Regions from separate parts of the Mus musculus genome. Here region 1 is linked to region 2. The links are chromatin contacts, called in public capture Hi-C maps. All regions are on one chromosome and are shown on one strand. The core of a region is the stretch at or near the end of the contact, and the rest is flanking DNA. Distances in the headings are between cores, read along the strand shown.

What was found. Capture Hi-C pulls out chosen DNA fragments and counts their contacts.
Region 1: a contact with region 2 is called in a capture Hi-C map of embryonic stem cells, with 5 times the contacts expected there. The contact joins two enhancer-like sites.

Annotation. Positions count from the first base shown.
Region 1 is chr10:85,827,996-85,830,695 of GRCm38.p6, reverse strand. It overlaps the pseudogene Gm19624. Among named protein-coding and RNA genes, the nearest start is that of Gm6721, 22 kb to the right of the region's middle. Within about 2 kb of position 1,290, at least 142 of the 459 cell types and tissues checked have an H3K27ac peak or open chromatin away from gene starts, as enhancers often do. A contact at or near this core is called in embryonic stem cells, where this site is marked.
Region 2 is chr10:85,209,081-85,211,780 of GRCm38.p6, reverse strand. No RefSeq gene overlaps it. Among named protein-coding and RNA genes, the nearest start is that of Cry1, 25 kb to the right of the region's middle. Within about 2 kb of position 1,445, at least 11 of the 459 cell types and tissues checked have an H3K27ac peak or open chromatin away from gene starts, as enhancers often do. A contact at or near this core is called in embryonic stem cells, where this site is marked.

The sequences.
Region 1 (2,700 bases), core at 41-2,540, 620 kb before region 2:
GAACTATGAGAATACAGTTGTCTCTTTTGCTGTCCTAATGAGTGAGTTATGCTGGACACCTAAAACAAAGCATCTTAGCTGTTCTCCCTAAGGCAGCACTGAGTGCCAACTTTGGGCAGCCACCACGGTCTCCTCTCTATTGCTCTCTCCACAAACCTTTCAGTCATAACAGTGGTGGCTGGAATAATTGCAAAAGACAAGGTAGGTAATGGACATAAATCCCTTAAATAATAGGAAAGCATTCAGCATCCTATAGCAGCCAGCCACCTTGGCCTCTAAGTCTATCAGTAAAGATTCTCTACTAGCCAGATGGAGGCCTAGGACCCTTAGTACCACTTATTTTAGAGACAGTGGTTTTGTGTTGCTTTCTCCCCACTTACAGGTAGCTGCTGCTAACAACCCTTGCACATCTTCAATAGTAATGAGATGAATCAAGTCAACCTCACAGGATCAAATTCTAGGCATTATTTCCTGGATAAAGTGCAGCTGGCAACTACTCCTACAGAAATGAGACACAAAACTGCATTTCCATGGAAAGTTCGTGACACTTTCTGTTCCACTAAGTTTCTTGACGCTGTGTGTGTGTGTGTGTGTGTGTGTGTGTGTGTGTGTGTGTGTGTATTTTTCTCCCTCACTCCCGCGGCACGGTTTCTCTGTGTATCCCTGGAACTCGCTCTGTAGACCAGGCTAACTCACAACTATTAGACAGAGTCTTGAGTGTTAAGAGTGAGTGAGCACAAGTTATCCAAACACTGGGGACAATCTAAAAGTCAAGAGGGACTGAGCAAAGTGGACTGAACGCGAGGGTCTCACCCCGAGGATGGGCACGCGCCCTACAGCACTCACCAGGTCAGGCCGATAGTACCAATGCACGGCCAGGGCCCAGGCTCACATGGCCAGGAGGCTGGAGAAGAGCATTTTCAAGTAGGCGGACCAGGGTACGCCCCCGGGCATGGTGGAGAGCTGGCAGGGACGGAAAGGGCACAGCGTTAGAGGGCTGGGTAGCCTTCAGATGGCCTGACCGTTGACCCTGGGTGGCTGAGTCGCGACACCGCCTCGGGTGCCCCCCCCGCAACTTCCTCCCCCCGCGACCAGCGAGCGGGGCACCTGCTCGCTGCAGCCAGGGCCTGCCGAGCAGGGGAAGGAGGGCTCGGCGGTTCCTCGCTCCCTCAGCCACTCAGGGAGACGGTGGAGCCCCTCGCTCCTTCCCATGACTAAGCGCGCATGAGACTGTACCGCGGAGTGCACGCGCGCAGGGAGACAGGTCACAGGGTCGCTCCAGAACCAGGACCGACCTCCAGCGGGCAGGAACCAAAGTACACGGTCCGACGCAGCGACGGAGAGGAAAGCGGGGCAATGCGCGCGCTTTGTTTCTGAAGGAAGTGGGGCACTGGAATTTTGGGGGGCTGTTTTGTTTGACCGTTTCCACCCCTTAGTCAGCTTGGGATCCTAGTTGGTCACTGTCCCAATCCTGCTTTTGCCATTCCTGGCCACTGTGGTGTTTACAGCATCCTTTGATCTTTCGCACAAAGGAAATGGCACGTGCCCCACGTGGGTAGGAAGAGGCGGGGTTTCGCAGCTCAGAACTTGCAAGGGCAAAGGGAAGATCACACTACAGCACCCCTTCTTAACTGCTTCCTGGGGGTCATCTACCAGATTTCCTGTCTAGCCGATATTTACAAGTCACAGCAAAAGGAAAAATCACAGTTATAAAATAGCAACAAAATTGTATTGTTGAAGCTCACCACAGCCTGAGGGTATTAAATAAAAAATCCTGAGGGTGTTGCAGGGTGGAAGCATTAGGAAGGTTTGAAAGACCCTGAGAGGAGCCCCTTGCTCAGGCCTCAGGACAATAGGGGAAACCCAAGAACTCACGATAGACCAAGCTTGATGCAAACCACATGAGGCTTTATTCGGGGAAAGCCAGAGCTCTGAGGACGACTCATATCCCACGCAGGGGTAGAGGAGTTGACCTCGAGGGGAAAGAGGTCCCAGTTTTTATAGGCTCTCAGGGGAGAAAGGAGAAGGGGGGGGGGAAGTAGGGGATTTCCAGATCTAAACAACGTCTATTCTCAAGAAATGGGTATGGGAGGGGTACAAGGAAAGAGTCTGGTGCAGGTGTAGCAACTCTGGATTGGCCGGGCTGTGGTTGCTGGGGAGATTTTCTGACTCTTTCTCAGCAACCAATATCACAAACACCTGGCAATGGGCTTTTTCAGTGGGCACACACATGGGTTCAAGGAATGGTCAAAACATTGGCAGACACACAGGTTCAAGGAGTGGCCAGACATTGTGTACCTCTATTTTTCTAAATCAGTGAAGCTAGTTCTGCTAACAGTGACATCTATCTTGCCAATTTCAGGGCTTCTGTGACCTTTTATATTCTGTCAGGATCTTTCAGGTTGAGAACCACTGCTCTAGAGAGAGCAGCTCAAAGCTTTATTCTCCTGGTTCCTGCGGTTCTTTGAAACTTTACACAGAGCCACACCCAGGCACAGTACCTTTGGGTCATAGTTTTACAGGAAAAGAGACCTCCAATCACCGTACTTAATGTGAGAGTGTTTTTAAAGATCATGCTTTGATTGTGGGTTCAAACTGCAAGTACTTCTCATGCATTAAACTTTACATGAGGATAGAACAAATATCTTTCTATGCAAGTGCATTGTATAAGTAAATATTTCCACTGTATGTGTGTGGTAA
Region 2 (2,700 bases), core at 196-2,695:
GGGATCAGTTCAGCGAGTGCAGTGCAGTGAGTGCAGTGCAGTGAATGCAGTGTAGTCAGTGCAGCGAGTGTTGTGCACAGAGTGCAGTGTGGCGAGTGCAGTGTAGTCAGTGCAGTGCAGTACAGTGAATGCAGTGTACTCAGTGCAGTGAGTGCAGTGCAGCAGAGCTGAGTTCGCTCCTGAGTCCATGCAGTTCAGTGCAGGTCAGCAGAGGCAGCTGAAGCCAGAGAATAGGAAAGGATCCAGAAGATTAGAACAAATTACCAGAGTTAATATGAGGTCAAGCAAAGCAATTTAGTGAGAAGCTGAGAGAAGTCAGATTGAATTGAAAGAACCTAGTGGGGAAACTCCCACTCAATTCCCAATTCGGCGTGCACCCAAAGAATCATGAACAGACCGTCTTGATGTAAATACACGAGGTAGTTTAATGGCCGAGCTCCGGGTCAAAACGTAACTCACACAGGAGACAGTGGATTCGACCACGAGGCTTGAAAGCTAGGGGCTTTTATAGAAAAGGGTCTGGGGCTGGGGGAGGAATTGGCACGGTTTCACATGATTGGTTCATTTAAATATCAACAGACTCTACATGCAGATCAAGGTAACAGCAGAGCATCTGGTTAACATTTAACCGGTCAGAAGGGTGGGAGATAGGGAGGCGCTGGGCCAGTCCGGATTTCTTGTATGTCTTCCCTATCTTTATGGCTAGTTGGTTCCTGGGATGACTTTACAGCTTTTGTTCTTTGCTCTAAGCCCAAAAGCCCTCCTAACTAGCAAGCCACATGAGTCATGGACCTTGAATAAACATTCTGGCTAGGGCTTTGAAGTCTTGAATTTAGTTTTCTTTCTTTCAGAATCAGTCGCTTGGAGAGGCATTTGAACCAGAACAGCTGAGTCAAACCAGGCAGCCAGAGTTTAGAATGAACTAGAAAGGGTGAGCTTACTCTGCAGTAAGCTTCAGACAACATTTACGTCAGGTGAATAAAAGTTACTTTTACAAGCAATTCTGTGCAGAGGCTACTCAAAGATAACCAAGAGGCAGGGTTGTTGTGTGGCTGTTTCCTACACTTCTTCTCTCCCTCCCTGTGAGAGGATGATAACTCCTCTGTAAGACTCCAGGGAGCCTTAGCTTACTGGGGACCCCTTGAGTGAACCATGTGGAGTCAAGATCAATGCAAAAAGCAAGAGGAATTTATTGTTCCAGTGCACTGGGTTCGTCCCAGACTCAAAGGAGAGGTGGTGACCCCTAGCACCTGGTCAGCAAGTTTTTATATGGTTTCCAGAGGCAGAATAGAGCATCAGCAACTAGGCACAGTATGATTGGTGGAACAGTGCACCCTTTAAACTGATTGGTCTTTAGGGAATGAGGTGACAAAGTCTTCCCTTGTCTGAAGGTGGGAACTGGTCCGTCCTGTGGAATGTGTCCCCATGGGCAGGTCAGTTCCCGCCCTGTGGTCTGACGAATGTTAATTAGCCTCTCCCTTCCAGAGAGGCAAGAGTTCCATGACCTTCCCAAAGTTTCTGAGCTGACCTTTTCACCCCAGTCTCCAAGACATCAGGCCTGACCATGCAGATTGCTTGCTTAATGGCATGTGCACAGAAATGTTGTATGTCTTGTCCAAATTGAAGCTTTGTTATCTTTCTGGTAGATCTGCTCTCTTCATCCCCATACAACATCTATTCCAAGCATGAGGTGCTCCTCCAGCCTCGGTTCCAGAATGGAAAAGATACAAAGCTGACCTGGTGAGGAAGCAGCATAATACATGCAGGGTCAAGTCATCAAGTCTTTCACATGGTGATTTCACATGGCGTGGCAAGATACACTCAACACATGTATTTCTGCAGTATCAAACAGGATCCAAATAGTGCTTCAGGAGAGGCACAACCATGAAGCAGAGTAAACACAAAAATCCTATACAACAAGCCAAGAGATTAGATCCAAGAAAAGTATATGGTTACAAAAACAACTAGATCAGTAAGCTTCGGAAAATGTTTTTGCTAGCCATGAACAAGCCTGATGTAATATTTACCTCATTCTTTTCAAGCTCTATGGAATAACCTGTGGGGGAAAAGTGACTTGCATTAACCATGAAATAGTCTCAACAAATCTCTGACCATCTGTAATTAATTGATACTGAGAAATTGATTTTAAAAGAGAAACAATCAGACAGTCAGATATGGTAATATGGTGAGGCCAAGAAATCCAAACATTTGGGAAGGGGAGGCAAGAAGATCAAGGCTGCCCTCATCCTCTGCTGCATAACAAATTCAAGGCCAGCCTGGGCTACAGGAGATCCTATCTCAAAGAGTCAGAACAAAACAAATAAACAAAGAATAGAATGAAGGTGAAGAGGAAGGAAGAAAGGGATAAAAGGTGATATATATTTAAAAGTCACAAACAATCAAGTCCTAAAACATATTATAATGCAAATCAGAATTGGGATGGGCACTCAGGAGGGTGGAGGCAGAGTGACCTTGAAGCCCACAATGAAAGGCCCCCATCTCAAAAACAAATGAAAGATAAGGAGAGAATATTTTGGAATGAACTGTACAACTGTTTTTCAAAACCAAATTAGGTGAATGTACTGTGTTCTAAAGCTAAGGTTTGGAAGATGGCTCAGTGAGTAAGTACAATGCTTCCTGCACAAGCATGATATGATACCCATGCTCAGATACCCAGCATCCATGCAGAAAAGCCCAGCA